Linked DNA regions of Gossypium hirsutum: all the other regions are linked to region 1. Evidence: chromatin contacts called from public Hi-C data. All regions are on one chromosome and are shown on one strand. The core of a region is the stretch at or near the end of the contact, and the rest is flanking DNA. Distances in the headings are between cores, read along the strand shown.

The links. Hi-C and Micro-C count contacts between places; a contact is called where the count stands out from the background.
Region 2: a contact with region 1 is called in a Hi-C map of leaf, with 2.2 times the contacts expected there. The contact joins the promoter of LOC107888472 here to the promoter of LOC107888470 in region 1. A contact is called at or near these places in 9 of 34 Hi-C or Micro-C datasets (callus, hypocotyl, leaf and 1 more).
Region 3: a Hi-C map of leaf shows a contact between it and region 1, with 2.0 times the contacts expected there. The contact joins the promoter of LOC107888473 here to the promoter of LOC107888470 in region 1. A contact is called at or near these places in 8 of 34 Hi-C or Micro-C datasets (callus, hypocotyl, leaf and 1 more).

Annotation. Positions count from the first base shown.
Region 1 is chrA09:1,924,778-1,927,860 of Gossypium_hirsutum_v2.1, reverse strand. LOC107888470 (auxin response factor 6) reads left to right here and starts at 1,636. Exons shown (of 15, transcript XM_016812590.2): 1 at 1,636-2,236; 2 at 2,343-2,455; 3 at 2,746-2,800; 4 at 2,803-2,843; 5 at 2,930-2,986; 6 at 3,072-3,083. The coding sequence starts at 2,194.
Region 2 is chrA09:1,773,363-1,776,518 of Gossypium_hirsutum_v2.1, reverse strand. LOC107888472 reads left to right here and starts at 1,354. Exons shown (of 8, transcript XM_041077599.1): 1 at 1,354-1,642. The coding sequence starts at 1,568.
Region 3 is chrA09:1,753,266-1,756,397 of Gossypium_hirsutum_v2.1, reverse strand. LOC107888473 (pentatricopeptide repeat-containing protein At1g62930, chloroplastic) reads left to right here and starts at 1,648. Exons shown (of 3, transcript XM_041077597.1): 1 at 1,648-3,132. The coding sequence starts at 2,200.

The sequences.
Region 1 (3,083 bases), core at 387-2,886:
ATGATATCATCTAATATAATGGATTAAACAGGTTTTGAAGGAAAAGATGATTAATAGCAATTACAATGCACTAATAAGTGAAATTTATTGTTGTGGACACTCATAAAGTGACTTGTATCCCTCATATTTGTATTCTTACCACTTATTTTCTTCAAAATTGTTATGTATAGAAAAAATATTTAATTTCTGATGCATGGGATAAAGGGCCTACTTATCCTCTTCACCATGTCATGATCAACACTAGGAGTTAAATAATTTGTATTTTTAGACACTTTTGAATAATCACTTTAATAAATTTTTTATTTAAATAATATTATTATTTCAAATAAGATTGAGGTCATAAGAGAGATAAAAGACATTTAGAGTATTGTTTTTTAAAAAACACTTATTTTTGAGATAGAAGTATTATTAAATAAAATGTTTTTGAGTTTTTTAAAAGTGCTTTGCAAACATATTTCTTTAACCAAAATAAGAAATAGAAAATTTTAACAGTATTTTTTAATTTAAGAAGTAATGCTAAACAAAGCCTTATAATTATATAAAAAAATTTAAGCATTTAAATATATTTAAGTTATGTATATTTAAAAATTAATACAATTATTAAAGATTAACTTTTATTTTTTATAAAAAGCCAATATATATATGTATATATAAAATACAAGTATAAATCACTTGAATTGAATTTTTAAGTATAAGCAATATTTAACAGAGTTTTAAATGGGGTTTGGCTCATAAACACTTAATATCTTCACTTCTCTTTTTTAATAATTCACTTCTGCACTTAGTTTGGAGTTGAATTAAAAAAAAAGGTGAAATTAAAAAGTAAATTAGTCTTTTTTTTTAATTTCATTCATTTGTATTATTAAAAATTAGTCGTTATTATTAGGTATAAGTGGCAAGCCATATGTAGCAGTCTAATTATTTCATCAGCCATACCAATTTTTAACAGTTGAAATGCTGAAAATCTTAATATGTATGAATAGTTTACTCATTTATCTAACTTACAAAAATCAATTTATCTATTTTTGAGTAAAATGAACAAAATATAATTTAACTTCTAATTAAAGGGTCTCCATGATACTTATACCAGCGTGTAATGTCATTTGAGGCAAGTATTGGACTTTTAAAAATTTGAAAGATAATTTAATAAAATGATAAATTATATTAATATCACTTAACTAACAGTAAATTTCATTTTTTTGGTTATCTAATTATAAAAAATTACAAAATAGTCATCTAACTATTAATGTTTTTTCTTAGTTAACCAACTATGAAAAATTATAAAATAGTTATTTAAGTATTTAATTTTATATTTTTTTCATTTAATTATCTTGGATTTCAGGTATTTTATTTTTATATAAGTTAATTGGTGACAAAAAAGAACAAATTAAATAATTATTTTATAATTTTTTATAATTAAATAATAAAAAAGAAATTTATTAATAGTGTGGGTATTAGATTACCCTTTGATAAATATATAAAAATATCACATGTATTTGAAAATTTCAATAAATTTAATAATCTAAATAGAATTGGATATAATAAGTCTTAAAACTTCAAAACCAAAAATGTATTAATTGATTGCTGATTTCACCTTTTCTGTTTTATTTTTATATTTTAAAAAAAAATTACTTTTGGTTCTCTCTCTTTCCACCTGCAGTTCAGTCCTTCAGCCCTCTCTCTGACATACGCACCCCAAAAAAATCCAAAATATATTTTTTTTGAAAAAAGTATCATTTTCTAGTTTTATTTCTATAACTTAACTAATAGCAGCTCCAGACGAAAGGAACATTTTTGGGATGAGAGTTTGGCTTAAGAAACCAGAGATCTGGTGAAGTAAAAAGCTAGGGTTTTTAGCTTTACAAAGTTTCATTTTTTATTTATAAAAGAATTTTAATGTGAAAAAGAAGTAAGATCTGAGCTTCATGAAGCCCTTCTGAGTAAAGGGTAGTTCTGTTTTTTTATTTTTTATTTTGGTTATTTTTAACTTAGGTTTAGAAACTTCTGGTGGAGAAAAGGGGGGGTGGGGGGTGGGTTTTTTCCCTTCTTTTGCTTTTAACTATGGATGATGTTATAAGAATCCTCAATGTTCTTCAATAATTAGGGTACTTGTAGTTTCCTTTTTCAACTACTCTTTTTTTTTTCGTTTGAATAGAAAAAAAAATACCCCTTTTTTGTTTTTAGATTTTAAGAATGAGACTCTCTTCATCAGGGTTGAATCAGCAAACTCAGGAAGGTATCTGCTTTTTAGCTTTTTTCTAGTAGTTTCCTTAAGCATAGAGCTGAATGAACGTTTATTTTATTTTTTCGAAATTATGAAATTGAGAAATATTTTTGTACAGGGGAGAAGAAATGTTTGAATTCTGAACTTTGGCATGCATGTGCTGGTCCTTTGGTGTCTCTTCCACCTGTTGGAAGCCGAGTTGTTTACTTTCCACAAGGTCATAGTGAACAGGTAAGTATGCCTGCATCGTTTATCATAGTTTACTAGCAGAAGTTTTTTAATGATTATACAGAGTTTAAGAAGCTATGTAAGGATGGTATATAATTTCTTTTCCCATTGATATGCAATGATATGATTTTCTTGGGCCTACCATTTTAGTATTGCTGAATTTATCCCCACTTTTCTTGTTGTTAATGCATGAATTGCTGGTGAAGCTCCTCAAAAGGAAGAGCAGTCTATAAGGAAATGTATATTCATCTGATATTTTAGCCTACTTTTGGTGTTTATGATTCCCTCTGCAGGTTGCTGCTTCTACTAACAAGGAAGTAGATGCTCATATACCGAACTATCCGAGCTTACCCCACAACTTATCTGTCAGCTTCACAATGTGACCATGCATGTAAGTTAAATGCCTGTATAGACTACCTTGGTTTTTATGGAACTTTAGTTGGTTGCTTATCAAGTCTTTTATTCTTTCAAGTACAGGCAGATGTGGAAACAGATGAAGTGTATGCTCAAATGACCTTGCAGCCACTGAGTCCAGTATGGAACTTAAACTTTGTTCGAAGATTTAGTGCTTGGTAATCTTTTCTTTTTCTTGTTTCTTGACTTGAAAGCATTCTTGTAGCAAGAGCAAAAG
Region 2 (3,156 bases), core at 105-2,604, 150 kb after region 1:
TGAAGAGTCTTGATTCCAAGCTCAGGGAAATAACTATGAAAGTTGAAATGAATTCTATGGACTCTAACCCAGTGTGAGAACTTGTAGACTTACCGGAAGGGATAAAACCATTAGAGTGTAAATAGATCTACAAGAAGAAAAAAATACGAATGAAAAAGTGAAAACTTATAAGGCAAGACTTGTAGGAAAATGTTATACTCGGAAAGAATGTATCGAACATGAAGAAACATTCTCTCCGGTTGCCATGCTCAAGTCAACCTACATATTTTTATCCATTACAATGACACTCGATTACAAGATCTAGCAAATGGATGTTAAGACAACGTTTTTGAATGGCTATCTTGAAGAGAGCATCTATATGATGCAACCCACCAGATATATAACTAAAGGAAATGAGTATAAAGTTTGCAAACTGCTTAGATCCATATATGGACTTAAGCAAACATCCCGCTCATGGAATCAAAGATTTTATCAAGTGATTAAGACTTTTGGATTTGAGCAAAATGTAGATGAACTTTGTGTTTATAAACGTTTAGGGGATGGAAAGACGATCTTTCTCGTTCTATATGTCGATGACATTCTACTCATTGGGAATGATGTAGGGACATTATTATTGGTTAAACTATGCTATCCAATTTAGTCCCCCCGAACATATGAGACATGTGCAAGAATTTCATCTCTTGAAAGGAGTGCTCAATAACTCGCGGTGCACTCACACTTAAATTGTGTATCTACGTCCCAATAATCTGATTTTCGGTATGATTATATAAACATAAAAAATTTATAAAATTAATAATGTTAACAACTTAATAATTATATTAATTAAAATTAAAAAATTTAATAATATTTTTTACCATTAACCTTGGACGCCAAAAATGTGTTTGTCATTCAAACGAATAAGAGGCATTAACATTTTTAAAATTATAAAAATTAAAGAAATTATGAAATATAAAATTAAGACAACAATAATTTGAGAGAAATTGAATGAACAATTGAGAATAAGATAGTTGAGAGAATAGATTAATAGGATTAAGAGATTGAGAGAATATGATTTGAATGCAAAAGAATGAAAATAAGTTGAGTATATATAGCAAATAAACTATTCTCATCCATATTATATTTTTAATTATTTAAATTTAATTTATAAAAATTCTAATTAAATTAAAAATATTATTATATATTTATATTTTTCGTATTTTAATACAGAAAAAACAAAACAATGAATTGGCTTGACAAGGTAACGTCAAACTGATGTGCTTTTGGAATTATTTATTAAAGAAGGTTAAGTGGCTTTTGAAAATGAACTGACCAATTTGGACTAAGATGGCTAATAAATTTAATCATTATATTTTATTATATTTATTTTTAACTGTAGGAAGTATGACCGGTCTATTTAGGAGTGAAGAAGAAGGAAACTGGGAAGAAATTTGATTTCTAACTGAAGCACTCTACTTTTTTCTCTCTCTCTCTCTCTCTCTCTCTCTTTTGAAAATTTAATTCTAACAGAAGCAATTTTTTGCTTTTTATTTTTCTATTTTCCATTGGATTGAAGGAGGGGGAGGAGGTGATGGAGAATTCAGTTGCTGAACATCAACGCAGGGAAGCATCTTCTTCTTCATCAGATCCTTCAAATCATGCTCAGGTATTTTACTTATTACTATTGTTGTTATTATAGATTGCTAACTGGTGATTTTTTTCACCAATCCGGTTACCAGCCATTTTTTTTAATATTTGTAATTGACTGGAATCAAGCTTCGTTTGATCTAGTTTTGGTGAAATTTTACTGGATTTAGCTTACAACTTGTTTTGTTTCCTTGTTCAATTGATTTTTTATTTCATAATATTATAAAATAGATGAGATGAACCAAAAAAACAAAATTTTGATCTATTTAATTTTTGTTCATGTGCGCCATTCTTAGATTAGGCTTGATGCGGAGGAGCTTATTTGAATATTACTGATATTTTGTCCCACTTTCCGTTTATTTATAATTGGTGTTGTGAGTAGTAAATAACAAATTTATGGGATTTTGGTTTTAAATGAGTAGTTGGAGGATGATTTGTTGTATGAAGCTCTATTAGAATTTCTATTTCCTTGTGCTTGGAATACCTACAAAACCCAATCTATTAGAATTTCCCAAAATTTGAGTAAAGTTGTGCTTGGAAACCTTTCCACTGCTTTGTTGATATGACCAACTCTGAATTTCTTCATGTCGCCGGAAGCACTGTTTATCGTTTTCGAATAATAAATTAACGGGAAAAGTGCCCAACCCTCATATTGATTGTAAAAATTGTACTTTATGATTTCCAAATACAATGAATGTGATCTAGGTTTATTTTTGCACTTTATTTACCAATTGTTCTATCAATAACTAGCCATAGATTTAAATGTTTGCTGGAACTAGATGTTAGGCAGGGATTTAAATAGCGGACCGATATCGGAATAGCGGCCGTTATATAGCGGTAGTGGCGCCGTCCGAAACCGCTATTGCTAAAAATAGCGGTATGAAGCGGAGTCACACCAATAGCGGTGGATCGCGGCCGCAATTTAACGGGTAACGGCCAATTGCGGGAATAACGGGCCGCTATTCCCGTTATTTTCCGTTACAGTGGTTAAAGCAGCATCAGATTGAAGGATGAGATGAAGGTTGGGGATTCCGTTCAGGTACAATAGAGAAAAGAATTAGCTTAGGTTCACAGCCCACCCCTTCTTTTGAGCAAGAGTGAGTAGTAGCTAAGATCTTGAGGTTTTCAGCGTGCTTGCTGTCCATGGTTGGGTCGATTCTGCGGGGGCCAGTGGAATTGTACAACCGGCGCGAAACAGCTGGGCAATGGGATATGCCGATTGTATGACCACCTGAAAAACAAATGAGAGACTTTGAACATCCGAGAAGCCTGAGAACATTTCCCCAAAGGAAAAGTGAAGCAAGGATGAACATGATGAGCCATGAAGCGACAGTGATGAAGTTGAACTGATATACTTGTAGGCTGAAGCAATATCCATGTTGCTGTTGAAACCAGAACAACTGTTGCACACTTGCACTCACTTTCTTTCTCCTGAAATATTTTTGAAAGAAAGTAGTTTGGGGGTGTATTTCCTCTGTGTTTTCAAGTAATGAAACGTTGAATTTGTTGATAAAAAAATTTAAGTGAAGAACA
Region 3 (3,132 bases), core at 399-2,898, 170 kb after region 1:
AGTGGGCTTTTCATTCAATAGTATCCTTATTAAGTCAGTTACATAACCTGACGTGATTGGGTTGCAAGATGTGTTAATGACTTGACAACCATATTATCATAATGATTAAGTTATGTATCCTTGGACCCAGGCGAGGCATGTGTTAAGCAAGGTAGTTTCCTTAATAAGGTGACTCTTTGGTTGGGTGAAGTATGTGTAGCATTATCTATATATTATTGTACACATTATATACAACACCTAAGGTCCATTAAGTGGAACTAATGTAGGATTTAAGATCCAAAAAAAAAAAATCTTTTAATTCTTTCAAGAATAATGCAATGTTTAATTCTTGTCATGGAGAACAAGGAAAAGATTTTTTTTACAAGCTAAAAAAAATACTCTATTAAACTCTAACATTCATTTTGGTTTATTACTTAAAAATTTTGCCTAATCTTTCATTATTGGTCATTCACAAACCAAGGATGTAAATACTTTTTCATTTCTATCACATGACCAAGAGTACATTGTAAATATATGCTCAAAAGCATACAAGATGATTACACAAGAATGGAAGATCACCTTTCTAAGTTTAGATAAGTTTTCAAGATTCAAATGAATGAAATTTTGTATTAATTTTGACTAATTGTTTTGGTAAAATAGAAAATTTATCAATATAAGATAAGCATTTATAGTTTAGTTCTAGAGCGATATGGAGGGTTTTATGTTCTCCAATCATTCTTTATTAGAAATTGGATTTTAAACATGTCTAATTATATTGTTTAATTCTAAAAAAAAATGTTAATTTTATGCTTAAGCCGTTATCGATTTTGTATTTCAATAAGAGTGCTAGTATATCAACATGGTTAAAAAATCAATTATATGTGAATGAGGTATTGTTTTTAAAGAATATTGTATTGTGACTTGAGCCTCGGCATACTTCAACTAGATCTTTTGGTTTCCTTCCAAATGGTATATTATAAGTTTAAAACAGAATTGGGTAACTCAAGTTATGGTTAAAATACTAAAATAATGTTGTGTTAAAAATTTCATTCGCAAAAACTTAACCAAAAATGATCTTTATAATCACTTTTCTCCAATTATTCACCTAAATACATATTAAGTCTAAATCATATAATTAATAACTTAGATAACATAATTCAAGAGGAGAAACATAATAAATAAATTGAAATTTATGCATATTATAGAATGTTGTAAAGTAAGGTATAGAAAAGCCCTAAATAACTCATAGCATTTAACTATTTTTCAATGATTTCTTAATATTAATATTGAATCGAATTGGATCAAATTCCTTGAACGGAGAGTTGACAGTCTGAACATCCACATAAAACTAAAAATTAGACCAACGATTAAGAACTAGTTAAACAGATAAAGATATATGTGTATTCCTTCTACCAAAATCATTTTCATTTCTTCTTCAAGCCTTGGATGGACTTGATTACTAAGTCATTTGTTGTAAGAGAAACCTAATTGTAGAGAAAAAGCATTAAAAGAATTAAATATTTGAGAAGAAGATGAAATCAGAACATGTTTTTTTATCGCAATGTTTAAAATAAAAGTTTTTTACTTTTTTTGGTACTCAGAATGAAAACTTATGAAAGTATGGTGACTAATTGTGTAGTTTATCCATTCAATAATAACTAGCCCTAACAAATGATTCCTTAACCAGTCGAAACGGCAAAAGTCGTCCTCCCATTCTCCTCTCTGTCTCTCGTGTACTGTTAATGGTGGTTTCATTTGAAGCTTAGCCCTTTTTCTTTCATTTTGCTGGTTTTCTAGATATGGGTAAGCTCAATTCTTCATTATTTCTTCGTTCGTTTGTTACTGGTGGAAGGAATCTTTCCAGTTTGCACCCTTCTTTTTCTTGTTCTTTTAACACCATTGGTACCCACATCGAAGCTTTAAGTAAGAATTCAATGTCTGTAAGGGGAAACCCAAAAAAGTATGACCGCTTCAATAATGTTGATGATGCTTGGACTTTGTTTAATAAGATGATTGAGAAGTACCCAAAGCCTTCAATTTTGGAGTTCACTAAACTATTAGCGGCCATTGTTAGAATGAAACATTATGCCATTGTTGTTTCTATGTTTAGCCGAATGGAATTATTAGGAGTTTCCCATAACGTCTATTCTTTGAACATCTTGATTAATACCTTTTGTCAGTTAAATCAAATTGATTTAGGGTTTTCTGTTTTTGGGGAAGATGTTGAAGTTAGGGATTGAACCTGATGTTGTAACTTTGTCTACTTTGATTAATGGATTTTGTAAGCAAAGCAAGATTTCTCAAGCCGTGTGTTTGTTTGATGAAATGGTTGAAAAAGGGTATCAGCCTAATTTAATTATTTACAATACAATACTTAATGGATTGTGTAAGACTGGAAATACTGATAGAGCTATTAGGTTTCTAAGGATGATGGAAGAAAGAGGTTCCGAACCAAATATTGTAGCATATAGTACTGTCATTGACTGTCTCTGTAAAAACAGGTTGTTAAATGAGGCTCTCGAGCTCTTTTCTAAAGTGAAGGCTAAGGGCATTAGACCGGATATTGTTATTTACAATTGCTTAATTCATGGTATGTGTAATTCAGGTCAGCATATGGAGGCAACAAGGCTTTTGAATGAAATGGTGGATAACAATATTTCACTTAGTATTTTCACCTATACTATATTGGTTGATGCATATTGCAAAGAAGGAACGATTTCTGAAGCTGAAGCTATTGTTGACACAATGAGAAAGCAAGGCATTGAACCTAAAGTTGTTACCTATAATGCATTGATAAATGGCTATTGCTTGCAAAACAAAATGGATAAAGCTAGAAGAGTGCTTCAATTGATGATCAAGAAGGGTTATGCACCTAATATACTTAGTTACAACATCATGATCAATGGATATTGTAAAGCTAAAAGGTTAGACAAAGCAATGGAACTCTTTCATGAAATATCTCAAACGGGACTAATCCCGGATACTGTCACATACAGCACTCTTATGCAAGGTATGTGTCAATTAGGGAGAGTTTCTACGGCATGTGAACTTTTGAAAAAGATGGTTGCTTCTGGACAAGTTCCAGACCTGGTGACCTGTTCAATTTTGCTAGATGGTTTTTGCAAAGGTGGTAAACTCGAAGAGGCATTGAAA